5 separate regions of the Mus musculus genome follow, and regions 1, 2, 3 and 5 are each linked to region 4. The links are chromatin contacts, called in public HiChIP or PLAC-seq, Micro-C and promoter capture Hi-C maps. All regions are on one chromosome and are shown on one strand. Each heading gives the region's core, a stretch centred on a gene start, on an enhancer-like site or on the middle of the called end of the contact. The rest is flanking DNA. Distances are from core to core; before and after follow the strand shown. Region 1 holds the start of Zc3hav1 (zinc finger CCCH type, antiviral 1). Region 2 has its middle 19 kb from the start of Tbxas1. Region 3 holds the start of Tbxas1 (thromboxane A synthase 1, platelet). Region 4 holds the start of Klrg2 (killer cell lectin-like receptor subfamily G, member 2). Region 5 holds the start of Zc3hav1l (zinc finger CCCH-type, antiviral 1-like).

Region 1 (2,700 bases), core at 201-2,700, 280 kb before region 4:
CCAAGTAGGACCAGAAGCAGCTGCCTGAGAAGTTAAGCCACATTATTTCATGCAATTTGAGACAGTGGGTCGGTTGCAAGAAGGGGGGGGGGTGTCGTAGTACAGGCCACCACGCATACTAGGAAGAAGGCTGAGAGGCCACTATACCTTTAGTTATCTATCTGGCCAGGTGGAGAGACAAGGAGTGAAGGGTCACAGCGATCCAGGAGTTGGCGCACCCGAGACACAGGAGACTGGGCAGCACCGCTAGGATTCTGGGGCGATCGCAACATTCGAGGTACCAGAGTAGCAAGGAGAAAAAGGTGTGCCTGCAACTTCTACAAACTCTGGTTGGTGCAAACGTACTTTAATTAGGATTCTGGTGGGAGGTGAGAAGGGTAGAGAGGCAGCCTTGTCCGCCTTTCCAATAGCGCTTTGGCTACAGATTTTTCAACCTGGGGGTCTAACTTCACAGGAGTCGAATATGACCATTGGAAAACACAGATACTTGCATTACATTTCATAACAGTAGCAAAATTACAGTTACGGAGTAGTAACGAAAATAATTTTATGGTTGAGGGTCACAAACCTGAGGAACTGTATTAAAGGGTCGCAGCATTAGGAAGGCTGAGAACCACTGGTCTAGAGATTAGGAGGGATAGAGGGAGAAGGGGTTTGCAGCCGAGTGAGCCATATCCACCCGGTTCCCGCCTCCCCTAGGAAGCTGCCCCGCGGCGCCGGACTAGGCAATTAGAGAACCTTCCCCATTCCCGCTGCACTCACCGCTGGGACTGTGCATAGTGGCACCGGCCGAGCAGATTAAGCTTGCAAAGGTGCAGGCTGTCGCAGGGTCTCTGGCAGTACTTGCGACGGCAGACGCGGGCTCGAGTAGTAGCCACCACCGACCGAGTGATCCCGGCCTGGTCTCCAGTCTCCAATAGCACAAAGCGATCGGGCCCTGCTGCCTTCAGCAGCTCGTAGAGTTGCGCTTCGGGGAGGCTGATCTCACCCAGCAGTTCCTCCAGGGTCATGCGGCCCCCGTGAGCGCACAGGATCTTGGTGATGAAACAGAATACCTCGGGATCCGTCATGGCGCGCTATGGCTGCCGCTGCTCCGGCCGCTGCGCGGGACTCGGCTTCACGGAGAATCGAAACTTACGCGCGGTCCCAGGGGCGGACGCGGGCGGTGCCGCTCGCAGAGCAGAGCGGTTTCGCTTTCCAACTCCGGCGGTGGTGTCGCGAGGCCCGACCTCGACGACGAGGTCCTGGGGTCAGATTTAAAGTCAGCCGCGCGGGAGAGCGAATGGGAAGCGAGCGACGTTAGGCGGGCAGGTCCGCCGCGGCGCGGTACCCTCGGTTCCAGGCTAGACGTGAGGTCCCCCGAGCTCGGGACTGCAAGGCTGCTACCAGGAAGAGAGGAAGTAAGGACGTTCGTGAGGCTCGGGTGGAGTTTTGATGAGCCTGAGGAGAGTGACGCATCCTGGGGGGCCCACTAGAGGCGTCCTCAAATCAGCCCCACCCAGCCCCGGAAAGAGCAGACCTGGTGAGCGCTTCCTGTAAGCGGGACTCTCCGCCGAGTGTCGTCAATGCTCGCCACCACCTTAGGACATGGATATTATCCGAACTCCGCACTTGGGGAAATAACTTGAAGGAACAGGTGGAGCTCGGATGACCGAGGTTCTCGAGAGTTTGTTTCCGGGCCTGATTCCGCGGCACCAGATCTAGGATTACGCACTTTCTACCCAGTGCCGAGCCCCTCTTAGAGGGCGGTGATTGTTACTCTCCCTGGTTTCTTACGTAGCCTTCTCCAGAGCTATTTGAAGACCCACTCTTTGATCCTTTCTGGCCTTGCTAACTTAAAATCTCCAATTTTGGTGCCTCAAACCAACTGCTTAGAATGTCTTCAGATTTCCCCCACCCCTCCCCCCTTGGCATGAAGATGATTTTTAAGGTAAACCCTTACCTTACCGTAGAGTTACTGTAGAGACAGAAGGAAATAATAACTAGATTTCCCTTTGAGGAAAGCAAAGGCTGATGAAATTAAAGAGCCATCCGTGTCCCCAGGGAGCTTTCCGGAAGATTCTGCTGCTCCAAACATTAGCATTAAAAAAAAACTCCGATTGTCCTTCCAGACTCCGTAGTGAAACACACTCACCACACACAAACCTTATACGCTCTTCGGCCTCCTCCCCTTGTTAAATTGTGACTTTAAAACTTCTTTTGCACAATTGTGTTTAGTTTGTCTCATCTGTATTCTCAGCTAATTTGCAGGCCAGTAAACACTAGACCCAAATTAGAAAAAGAAAGGGGCTTTCCTTTCAGCACTCAGAAATGAAATGAATGGAGCGCTCACCGATCAGATGGGAACCCTTTCTTTAAAATCTGCAGGCACGGTGCAGGAGAAGTGTGCACTGCGATGCTTTCAAACTTCACAAGAGGGAGGTGCGAGTGACCCCACCCACTCAGACAAACACACGCTAAAATAATATTAAAAGCTTGGCGTGGTGAAGGCATGCCGGTAATATCAGCACTTGTGAGACTGGGGCAAAGGGATTATTGGCCAGGAAGATAATTGAGCAGGTAAAGGCACCAGTTGCTAAAACACAGGACACTAATTTGACCCCCAGAATTTCCCCACATGCTGGGAGAGTTTACTCTAGCAAGTTGCCCTCTGACCTCCACAACACTCTTTCTCTTCCTTCCTCCCTCCCTCCTCCTCCC
Region 2 (2,700 bases), core at 39-2,538, 260 kb after region 4:
TTATCTTTTAGTTCCTCCTTTACCAGGTCTTCATTCACTAGACTCACTGTTCCAGCCTGCACATAACCTAGAACAATGTGCCTAACACAGCATTCAATCTTAGAATCTCTGAGGTCCCCCTGCTCTCTACAGCAGGAATCCTGGCCTGCCTCATGCAACTTAGACAATGAAACAATTTCTACAGATTTCCTATGGTCCCATAAACACATGAGTTTGCAGAGACTTGGGGATCATTCTGTATTCCCTCTCCTTCCATCAACAGTTCTGTAGGTTGTACCTCTACAGTATTACCTTGCCCCCTCATCATCTCCATGGTTACTACCTTCACTGGAGCTAGTCCCATACCTTATAATTACTATAAGCTACCCCCATTCTCCCTGGCCCTCTCTATCCTTCCAACTCTTTCTCAACACTGTGGTCAGAAGAAATTTTTTCCAGTGCAAGTCAGGTTCAGTGCAAGTCATGGCTTCTCACTGCACCAGAATAAAGTCCCACATCTTTGTCAAAACCTCCAGGGCCCTGCCCAGCTCACTGCCAGCCTCCCTGGATATCTGTGGGTCCCACACTGGTCCCACCACCCCTGTTCCTTGCTTTCTGATAGGCTCTCAGAAGCATCCCATTGTCTACCCTCTTCCTGCTTCTTGGCCAGCAGAACCCATCATCTCTCTGGTCTTGCCTAAGTGTCTCCAGAAAAGCCACTTTCCACCACCATTCTTCTTATTTTTTATTCCTTTGTATATTTTAATCATCCTTTTCAATTACTTTGTTCGTTTCCTGTGTCTTATCTGTTTGCCCACTGAACTCTCAATGTCAAGAGTGTCTGGACCATGTACATCTTGGAAACCATCCTTTAATCTCCTAGCACAAGGCTCAGTGTTACTGTTTTTCAATGCTTCTCATACAAAACCCTCTCACTTCTTCCTCCAGCTCTCTGTGCCTTTCTCATATCCTCTTCTGCTCCCTCTAGTTAGCATCTCAACTGTGTAAAGTTTCAGTATTTTCCCACTGGTTGCTTAATTACTTCTTTTATTACAAACAAAACCAAAAGCGACCTTTTATTAGTGGAATTCAATCATTCTTCTTAATATATATGAGGAAATCTATTTTCATCCCTGTGAGTGTGTCTGTGTGGATATGTGTGTGTGCATACGTGTACATGTATGTGTGCATGTGTATGTGTGTGTGTGTACACACTTAGGAGACCAAAAGAGGACATCACTTCTCCCATAACTGGAGAGCAGGCAGTTGTCATGGGTACCAAGAACTGAACTTAGGTTATCTACAAGAGCAGTCAGTGTTTTTAACTCCTGAGTCATCACTCCAGCCTGGGCTTCCTCTTTTCCTAGCAATGTGCTGTGGGGATCGTCTTCAGCGTGTTGCGCTGTCTCATTGACATTTATTTGTTCCTTGTACTTCTTCCTCCTGCTTCTTTTTATTACTCCAAATCAATTTCAGAAATAGTTTTAGCAGTTTTCAAAACAAAATAATCCTATAATGCCGGCACTGAGGAGAGAGGGCAGAGACTTCAAGGTGGGTGCTTGAAGATCATTGGCCAGCCAGGCTAGCTAAATTGAAAGGCTTTAGGTTCTGTGAGAGACCCTGTGCTAAACCTTGAACCTTGTGCTAGTAGATAGAGAAAGAATGGTTTCCAAGATATGCATGCTCCAGGCCTTCTTGACATTGAGAGTTCAGTGGAGAGACAGATAAGACACAAGGAAACAAGAGGCAGAGAGAAATCAAGGAAAGACATCTGGAACAGACTTTGGACCTCCTTTTGCCCATGTGTGTATGTGCACCTACATGCACAAGTGTACCCACACACTAATAAGTATATATAATACACATACCATACCACACACAAATCACACCGCACACTCACACACTCCATACCACTTACACCAAAACTGAAACCAAAACCAACCAAACAACTCCTTCTTTCTTTGCTGCTTCTGGAAGCTCCCTCCTCTTTGCTTTTTACTACACTCTGTATACACCTGTACCATGGCTCCTCTATGCTCTGCCTGTCTGTTTGCCCACTCTCCACACCATCCTAAATAACATTATGCCTCGAAAGATTTCACTGCCATCTGAAAACCTGGTGTCCGGTTCAGAGGTGCAGCCTAGATATCTCCCAAAGCTGCCTAAGTAGCTAGCTGTAGGATATTGTCAACCAAAGGTCTCCCAGATCAGACACAGCAACTCCACATGTCAACAACCAAGTCCTCCTCTCTCACAGGACTTGTCTCCTGCATGCTCACTAAGTGCATCTAACCTCACTGTCACCCTTAGTTCCCGCTACCAGCTCAGTTACTCTCTGACTAAATGACCCCACCCCAACACGCCTCCCACATGTCTGTGAAGGGAATCACTTCTCTCCCTTCGAAACCACAAGCTTCCAGTTTCTCAAAAGGCTCCCAAAGGGCCTTCTGGACCTCACCTAGCCTGTTGTTGCTGCCTTAAGTTCTCAGCTTCCTGCACATCTTAAGGTCCCCCGTGCAAGCTGGCCCCTCTCTGCTGGAAAGTGGTTGTGATGGTGGATCTTCATTGCCAACTTGATTTGGGTTTCGATCTGCCTAGGAAACTCAGTGAGGCAGGAAGCCCCATCACAAATATGGTGGCACTGTCCCATGGGTTGGGCTTCCAGACTGAATCAAAGGAGGAACCCAACAGCACCAGTGTTTGTCTCTCTCCTGACTATGG
Region 3 (2,700 bases), core at 192-2,691, 280 kb after region 4:
TGCCCCTGAAGGAGGATTCTGTGGTCAAAGGCACTTGGGCTATGCTGCTGGCCACATCCCACTCAACATTCCCAGGGCATATCAGCAACTTCATAGCTCTGAATGGAGCTGCAGTAAATAAACTTACTGATTAATGTTTAGACCAGCCTTTCTCACACTTATCTCACCTTGGACGCCTTAGGGAGCACTGTGTGTGTGTGTGTGTATACACAAGTATATATGTTGTTTTTTCCACAGTGTTGCTCTGGCATGTGCACTGAATTCAGTCACATCTGAGGTTGTTCCTTCCCTGAGCATGGCCATAAACCTGCCGTTGCTCCAGTAGCACTAGCTGTCACTCTGCATGGTAGCTCCTTAATTTGAGCAGACTATCTGACCCTGTGGAGGAGAAGCCTACTCTGAGAGAGGAGAAAGAAAGATGGGGGGGGGTAGTTGAGGAAAAGAACAAGGCTCGTGGGTCTTACCGTAGTACTTAAAGCGCAGAAAGGTTTTCCCACCTCCAGGCCTCCACCCATGCTCTCTTTCTGCTTCTCCTGCAGCTCTCTACAGGACAAACTGCTTTCTCACAGGCAAATCTCAGTGATGGCTTTCCTCCCTAGAGTCTTCCCCACTATACCTCCTAGCAGGCCATCCCACAGGCTGTCCCCGAAGCTCCGTTTTGAGAACCTTCACAGCACTGTTCTGCACTGGTAATTATTCCTTCGTTTGTAGACTGTATATCCATCTGCAAAGAATCTTCTCCAGGGTTGGGGGCCAGCATCATTTGTGAGTATGGCGGATGCTGACCCCATATACACTCTATGAATGGCCGAATAACGTCATGGTGGGTGTTTTCCTGCTCACCCAACCTTTTTATCTGTCTTCAGGATGAAACACGCTGATGAATAAGCAAATAAAATCATCCAGTGTCTTTCATCAAATTAGACCAGAAGCTAGAACAGTCAACCCACACACGACTACGAGTGAGCTTTTACACAACCAACAACTCATGCTGAGAGCGCTCACCCGAGGTAAGATCTGTGGTCTGCACCAATACTGTGAGCATGCCTCTCCTCTCAGTCAGGAGCTTGCATCCTATAACCAATGCACTGGGAGGTGGTTGGCTACAAAGCAGATGATGCTGTCCACCTGGCCCCCAGAATCCATGGAACATTCAGAGTGCCCTGGCCTGTGTCACCACTGAAGTACAGATCGACAAAGGTGTAGAGAGGCAAATCTTGCAGGAGGTCTTTCTCTGAGGACGGCGTATTTGAGAAGCAGTCAATGGTTAACAACCATTTTGCTTCATGATGACCATGAGGCCCGCCTGTCTGCTCCTGTTTCTGGGGAAGCTAACATAAATGTTTATTGACAACACAGTCATCAAGAAAATAAAGTTGCTGATTCATTGCCCTGAAGCCCTTTGTTTCTCCCTCTGCTTCCTTCCTCTTTATAAAGAAAGGCACACTCTAAGAAAGAGCACTTTTGGGGGACTCACTTGATGGGATGTTCAGCTGACTACCTACTTCTTTCTCCACCACCTATATACAGATCAGGACTCCTATAAGGGCAGGAGAGCAGCACCCTCTTTCCTCCTGAGGACCACCCCTCCGGGGTCTCCGAGGAAAAATGGAAGTGTTGGGGCTTCTCAAGTTTGAAGTCAGTGGTACCATAGTGACTGTGACTCTGCTCGTGGCTCTCTTGGCCCTCCTGAAATGGTAAGTGTGGCCAACCACAGGGACTGCGACACTACAAATGTCAGCCCAGGAGCCTGTGGTGCCAGGTGGGGTATGCGGGCGTGTGTTTTTCTTCTTGTCTAATCTAGAGGGAGTTGAGTATTAACACGGCTTCGGAATTAAAAGCAAACAGCCAGGTTAATTTTTTGCTAAAATGCATGAGATTCAAGTGTCAGGAAATGCTGGAGACTCTGTGACTGGGAACGCTACACACAATTAAGTCTGAAAGAAATGGAAAAAGAAGCGGATTGGAAAGGCATCGGGGATGGCTAGAAGGGCTTTCTCCAACCCTGACGTACCTGCTCACCTTGTTTTTTGAAATCATTTCATGTTGAGTTTGCAACGAATTCAGCCTCTTGGCTCACATCAAGTTAAAGACATGGAAGCTCTTCGGCAAACAAACTTTACTGGGGACAGAGATGCCTGCAGGGTTAAGGACAAAGTGGTAGAATAAATTTCCCAATTTTCTAATATGTGGTAGAAGGGGATGGGTGCCAAATTAAGAGCCAGGTGTGGTGACAATGAAGCTGGGGACCCAGAAGGAATCTTAAACTTGTGCTACATACACTGTTGCTCTTTGTGTGTTTGTTAGTTCAACAACAGACCTTGTGTTTTAAAAGCTGGCCCCAATGGTGACTGTGAAGGACAGACCTCACAATGAGCTATATTTGTGTTTACCCAGCGGGGTCCTTACCTTTCCTGGAGATACCCATGGATTCCCAAACACTTGGATTTAGGTTGTCTCTGGGTTTTGAGGGGAAAGTGGAAAAAAAAAAGAAGAGCTGGAAGAGAGTTTCAATTTATGTTTCTAGTGGTAATAAAGCCACCCGTAGATTAATAGCTGGGAAGGCACTTTGAAAAACATCAAGCATTATGCAAATGTGAGGTATTATTCTTTTGGAATTTGCATAGCTGAAAGTGGAATGTGCGTTTGATGTTCTCTGATGATGATATGACTTATTGGAAATTGGCTCTGAAGCCCAGC
Region 4 (2,700 bases), core at 71-2,570:
GGCAAATACAACCTTTCCTCCCCAAGTTGTTTTTGGTCAGCATTTTATCACAGTAAGAAAAAGTAAACCAACACAGGGGCTTTCTGCACTGCTAGACTTGCCTCTCCTTCACACGCAAAGCAAAACACATGCCATCTGGCGCGGGGCCAGCTCAGCGTGTGTGCTGATGGGTGACCCTCCTGAAGGCGGAAAGGAGCCCAGCCCTTGGAAGTGTACCCAGGCCACCACTGCCACGTGATTCTGAATCATCTCCCCTCACCTTACCCAGAGTTCTACTTCTCCAAGATGCTGCGCACACTAAGAAGGAAGGAAAGTTTCCGGGAGGAGGGCTAGGGGCAGGATCCTGGGTTGATTCTTATTAATTCTGAGACAGAAGCAGGATGGATTTGGGGGCAGCCAGATTGGCTTCTGGTTAGTCTAGTTCAGGGACCGGGCACGAGCACTTTTGAGCACTCACCTATGAGCGTGATGGCCCGCGGCAGTTTCTTGCCATCTATGCCTGCGCGCTGCAGCAGCGCGTCATCTTCTTTGGTCAGTCCGGGCTCGCGGCAGCGGCAGCGGCAGGCGGGCGAGCCCGGGGGGACCATGCAACCCTCAGCGGGGCTGACAGACTCGGTGGCGTTCGCGGCAAGCGGCGATCCTCGGCTCCACGTGGAGCCTGGTGACGGGGCGCGGGGCAGCCACTGGAGCGTGGGAGCGGAGCGGCGGGCGAAGGCTGGCGATTCGGGCACTGGCACGGTGAGAAAGCGCGTGGACGGCGCAGGCGAGGGCGCGCGACTAGCCCCAGCCGCGCCCACGGGCTTCACGCGCACGTCCACCTGCAGCTCCACGGGCGCCCAGGACGCGGGTGCGGGCTCTCCTGACGCCGTCCAGGGCTCCAGCTCCGCCTCTCCATCCCGGGGCTGCTCGGCCCACGAGGGGCTCGGAGACGGCAGCTCGCGGCTGCACGAGCCCAGGCGGCGGAAGGCGCCGTAGCCCAGACTGAGCGGCGGTACGCGAGGGGAACCGGACAGGGCTGGAGACGGAGACTTCTCCGGGAGCTCCTGGGGCTGCGCGTCCGGCTCCTCCCACCCGGTCCGCTCCGGCCTCGGGCTGTCTTCGGAGGCCCTGGGTTGGGGCGCCTCCGCCGGGACCTGCGGCGGCTCCATTCCCGAGCTTTCCGAGGGCTCCTCTGGGGACCCGGTCTCACCCTGGCCTCCTCTAGACGCTTCCCGGGTCCGCTCCGTCCTCCGCGCCGACTCGAGACTCGCCGTGCGAGCGTCGCGTTCTAGGCTGGGTCCCCAGAAGTTTCGGGTCGTTCACGTTGTCAACTAACAGCTTCACTAGAGGACCCTGTGTGATTGGCTGTGGCTATGGATTGGCCACACCCTCGGAACTCCAGCCTGGCCTTTCCGTGGCACCGGTTGCTGGGAGGACCCGGTTGAGCGAGTCACAGAGTGGGCGGTGGCTCTTAAGGCAGCACTGGGAACCCAGAGACTGGCAGATTCCTTCCTCTCCTTCATCCCGAGCCCCACCCGTTACCCCTGCTGGCTCTGTGCTGCGGGTGGATTCAGTTGTAGACTGAGTGGGAAGGGATTGGCTAAATCTGCGTGGATAAGGACTTCAGACATATCAGAACAAGGAAAAGTGATGGCGACAGGGTCACCGGTTGTGGTTTGGAAGCGAGTGAAAGGTTGAAGTCCTGATTCCAACTCTGGGAGCTTGACTACTTGTAGACTTAACACGGAGAACGAGGAATGAGCCAGACGCTTTGGTCCATGCCTGTAATCCCATCACTCTGGCAGCAGAGACATCTCTGTGAGTTTGAGGCCAGCCTGGTCTACATAGCAAGTTCAGACCAGCCTGAGTTTATAGTGAAACAAACAAAAATAAAAACGAAATAAAAAAATCAAGGAGAGAATGCTCATTTCCCCATGAAGTGTCATGTGCTCTACCAGCTTAGTGAGGTAGCATGATGGTTCGAAGACAGCTTTGTGGAGAGCTTTGTGGATTTTTCTGTTTGTCTTGATTTTTGTTGTTGTTGTTGTATTTTATTTTGTTTTGCCGTTTTGGTTTCATTTTGTTTTTTGAGACAATCTCTCTAGGTAGTCCTGGTTGTCTTAGAACTCGCTATGTAGATCAGGCTGTCCTGGAACTCACGGAGTTAAAAGCATGCTGAGATTAAAGGCATGCACCACTACACTTGGCTTGAATACAATTTTTGTTATTATAGACTTACTTGTAGTGTTGACATGTATGTAGCATATGCCTGCTTTTTGAAGCTCAGCTATTTTGAACCTCGAGTTGCAGGCATTTGTGAACTGCTGGATGTCGGTGTTGAGATTTGAACTTGATTTCTGATGATAGGGCAGCAAGTTCTTATTGACAAACATCTCTCCAGTTCCTAAATAGCCTTTTAAAATACAGATTTGTTAAGGTCCCTTCCGAACTTCCTGAGTCTGAAGAGGCATGAGGCCACTACTGTTTTTAACCAGTACTCCAGGGTAGGGCTAGCAGATAAAAGAGGTAGTTTAAAGCAGAGGCAGTTGAGTTTGAGGTCAGCCTGGTCTACAGAGCAAGTTCCAGGACACCTGGGACTGCACAGAGAAACCCTGTCTTGAAAAACAACAGCTCGCCGGGCATGGTGGTGGACGCCTTTAATCCCAGCACTTGGGAGACAGAGGCAGGCGGATCTCTGAGTTTGAGGCCAGTCTGGTCTAC
Region 5 (2,700 bases), core at 8-2,507, 340 kb before region 4:
CTTCATTGAGGCCAAAAAGCCCCCGGCTTTTCAGGACTTGGACGTTGATAGGTGTGTGGATATCATGGGACAGAGAACAGGTAGACCTAGAAGAGTTCAAAGCAGTCAGGAGGCCGGGTCAAGAAGAGGGAAGAGGCTGGTGGGTCTAACTCTGCCTAGGGCATTTCCACTTCACAAGTGAATTCCCCAAGTACTAATAAAACAATTCGGATTGAGGCAACTCAGCTTCCAGGGGTCATTTCCCTGTTCTGTGAGTACCCTACCCTCAGGCTTTTTTGAGATTACTTATCTGTTTTTGTAAAGACTAAAACGTAATCTTCAGGCCAACAACAGCTGCTGGCCTCTCTTTGTCCACCAACACTACAAAGAAAGCACTAGAAAGCTTCCCGGATTGCTGCAAAGCACTGGGCTTGGGCTATGCAGCACTATGCCCTCACCCCATCCTGCCACCAGTTTCCTGCGATTGGACACCAGATTTTTAAGCGCGAAAGGGCTGTGGTTATGGAAGGAGGGAGAGAAGGGAACAGAAGTTCCGCGGGCCATAAAGCCCCCAGGTGTCCCTCAAGCGGCATTTGGCATAAGTGAATTCAAAAGTGGCAACACGGATTCAACCGGGCTGCTGTTGTGGAACATCCTAGCATCCTGGGACAGGGACAGCAAATTGGGGGGCGGGGGGGGGGTGAATAATAAACCTCAGTGGAGAGACCTTCCATATTATTTCTCTCGGCGACTAGGTGCACAGGGCGGCCAGCGCGAAGGCCTTTGTCCCATCCCACCCAGGCTCGCCGAGAAGCATCCGGAAGGCGCATCCCGCCCGCCCGCACCCACTGCCCCGCTGGACACTGAGGACTCCGCCCCTCACCAGCAGTCGCGGTGGGGGCACTTGCCCAGCATGTGGCGGCGACACAAGTGCAGCTGGTCGCAGCCCTGACACTCCCCGCGCTGGTAGCGGGCGCAGAGGCGCGCGGAGGACACGGCCATCACCCTGCAGGCCGTGGCGCCGCCGCCTGAGCCCGCGCCCGCGCCCTCGCCCGCCGCCACCTCGGCCTCTGCGTCCCACGGGCCGTCGCGCAGCTCCACCTCCTGCAGCAGGAAGCGCTCTGGACCCGCGCGCCGCAGCACGGCCCGCAGCTTCGCCTCCGACAGCTCCACGTGGCCGCGCAGGTCCTGCAGGAACATGCGGCCGCCGTGAGCACACAGCACCTTGGTGAGGAACGCGCACAGAGTGAGGTCCGCCATGGCCCGCCAGCGCGTCCCCGCCAGCCCGGGGCCTCCAGGCTCCTCCCCGCCGCGGCCCCGACCGGAGCCTGCGAGCTGTAGGGGGCCGGGCCTCAGAAGGCAGGGCCTGAGCCCCTGCAACATTCCTGGCTCCTGGGTTCCTGGCAGATACCGGATAACAGGGAGGGCTGCAAAGAATGTAAACTGCTGAAGTGGTTCTCCCAGCCTGGGGGCGCGCGCCTGGAATGTTAGCTAGCACCTGGGAGGTGGGGGCAAGAAAAGGCCGAGATCAAGGCCAGCGTCCTTTGCAAAGGGGAGTTGGAGGCTAGCCTGGACTACATGACACCCTGTCTCAAAAAACCTAGTAAGGAACCAGCACAGTGGGTAAAAACTTCCTAAGTGTTGGGGTCCATGAGTCGCCCCACGAGCTTACACAAACCCCGATTTCAGTCAGATAGGGATGGTTTATTGAACACACACCATAATACTGATCAATCAGCTCCATGCCTCAGATGGGATTGAGCCATGATATTGTTGATTTTTCTCTGTCAGCTTATAAATAAACATTTTTCCTATTGTCAAATTGGTGACAATATACATAAACACCCACTAAACCTAAAAGGATTTTCCTTCCTAACAATGGACAAATTCCTAGCGTATTATTCCTCTACGGAGTGGTCGAGAGATATTCTATGGTTTCGTCGCTATGATTCCTTAATGGAAAAGAACCCTGTTGCTCCTGTAGAACCTGCCTTTCCCTGTGTTCCCTCCCTACTAAGAAACGGTTTACATGGAATCCTTATCTGCTTACCAGGGAGCCCAGCCGAAAATGTAAACTGAGAAGTGGTTCCTTGGGATTACCTTGTAAAGGGTCTGCTCTCAAACAATCCTTCTCTGTTTGCCTCTGAGAGAAGCCGACCTAAGATACAACTGAAAAAAGAAAGATTCAAGTTGAGAAAGGGGTTAGAGAGGAATGAAAACCACATGCACACAGAGAGAAGAGACGTTCAAGCAAGATAGAGATAGGGAAGAATTTTACTTCAAGGGCACTGATGTTGTAAGCAAGTGTATCCAGAAGTTTAATAAGACTGATTCTGTATGTTACAGAATAGATGGACTGGGAAGACAGCCCAGTGGATAAAACACTTACTAGACAAGTGTGAGGCTGGAATTTGAATGCCCAGATCCTATACAAATACAGGAAGATGTGGGGGCCACTTGTAATGCAAGCACTTGGTAGGCAGTGGCAGGATCCACAGGGGCAGCTAATTGGCTAGACTAACCAAATGGGTGAGATCCCGACTCAGCCAAAGACCTTGCCCTTAGAAATATATTCAATTTCAGAATTCTGGATTGTAATTCATTCCAGATTAAAAGTCTGAATGAGTACCGTGAAAAAATTTGAAATTCTGCCATCTTTTCAGAGAGTTTTTAAATGCTAGAGGCCTGATATCATATAGGGGTATGGTAATTTGAATTTGC

Evidence for each region. A called contact is a pair of places that touch in the nucleus more often than the background predicts. HiChIP or PLAC-seq counts read pairs in DNA pulled down with a chosen protein or histone mark. Capture Hi-C pulls out chosen DNA fragments and counts their contacts.
Region 1: a contact with region 4 is called in a Micro-C map of embryonic stem cells, with 2.4 times the contacts expected there. The contact joins the promoter of Zc3hav1 here to the promoter of Klrg2 in region 4. A contact is called at or near these places in 2 of 484 Hi-C or Micro-C datasets (embryonic stem cells and muscle stem cells) and 1 of 115 datasets of contacts at active chromatin or transcription factors (pancreatic cancer cells).
Region 2: a contact with region 4 is called in an H3K4me3 HiChIP or PLAC-seq map of bone marrow-derived macrophages, with 3 times the contacts expected there. The contact joins the enhancer-like site here to the promoter of Klrg2 in region 4. A contact is called at or near these places in 17 of 39 promoter capture datasets (the 3T3-L1 cell line, 3T3-L1-derived adipocytes, the HPC-7 cell line and 10 more), 3 of 15 datasets of contacts at CTCF or cohesin (the NIH/3T3 cell line, embryonic stem cells and large pre-B cells), 66 of 484 Hi-C or Micro-C datasets (the 63-12 cell line, the AML12 cell line, B cells and 42 more), 10 of 115 datasets of contacts at active chromatin or transcription factors (acute myeloid leukemia, bone marrow-derived macrophages, embryonic stem cells and 4 more) and 5 of 9 other capture datasets (adipose tissue, embryonic stem cells, liver and 2 more).
Region 3: a promoter capture Hi-C map of liver shows a contact between it and region 4, with 4 times the contacts expected there. The contact joins the promoter of Tbxas1 here to the promoter of Klrg2 in region 4. A contact is called at or near these places in 16 of 39 promoter capture datasets (the 3T3-L1 cell line, 3T3-L1-derived adipocytes, the HPC-7 cell line and 10 more), 2 of 15 datasets of contacts at CTCF or cohesin (embryonic stem cells and large pre-B cells), 44 of 484 Hi-C or Micro-C datasets (the 63-12 cell line, the AML12 cell line, B cells and 29 more), 8 of 115 datasets of contacts at active chromatin or transcription factors (acute myeloid leukemia, bone marrow-derived macrophages, embryonic stem cells and 3 more) and 5 of 9 other capture datasets (adipose tissue, embryonic stem cells, liver and 2 more).
Region 5: a FOXA1 HiChIP or PLAC-seq map of pancreatic cancer cells shows a contact between it and region 4. The contact joins the promoter of Zc3hav1l here to the promoter of Klrg2 in region 4. A contact is called at or near these places in 1 of 39 promoter capture datasets (pre-B cells), 1 of 115 datasets of contacts at active chromatin or transcription factors (pancreatic cancer cells) and 1 of 9 other capture datasets (pancreatic islet).

The regions. Positions count from the first base shown.
Region 1 is chr6:38,353,153-38,355,852 of GRCm38.p6, forward strand. It overlaps Zc3hav1 (zinc finger CCCH type, antiviral 1), which reads right to left and starts at 1,451. Exons shown (of 13, transcript NM_001347122.1): 1 at 763-1,451. The coding sequence starts at 1,070.
Region 2 is chr6:38,899,018-38,901,717 of GRCm38.p6, forward strand. It overlaps a transcript of Tbxas1 not described here. Among named protein-coding and RNA genes, the nearest start is that of Tbxas1, 19 kb to the right of the region's middle. Within about 2 kb of position 1,289, at least 81 of the 459 cell types and tissues checked have an H3K27ac peak or open chromatin away from gene starts, as enhancers often do. A contact at or near this core is called in the 63-12 cell line, the BV-2 cell line, the C2C12 cell line and 11 more, where this site is marked.
Region 3 is chr6:38,917,545-38,920,244 of GRCm38.p6, forward strand. Tbxas1 (thromboxane A synthase 1, platelet) reads left to right here and starts at 1,442. Exons shown (of 13, transcript NM_011539.3): 1 at 1,442-1,697. The coding sequence starts at 1,609.
Region 4 is chr6:38,635,919-38,638,618 of GRCm38.p6, forward strand. Klrg2 (killer cell lectin-like receptor subfamily G, member 2) reads right to left here and starts at 1,321. Exons shown (of 5, transcript NM_001033171.2): 1 at 458-1,321. The coding sequence starts at 1,148.
Region 5 is chr6:38,298,002-38,300,701 of GRCm38.p6, forward strand. It overlaps Zc3hav1l (zinc finger CCCH-type, antiviral 1-like), which reads right to left and starts at 1,258. Exons shown (of 4, transcript NM_172467.3): 1 at 863-1,258; 2 at 1-86. The coding sequence starts at 1,239.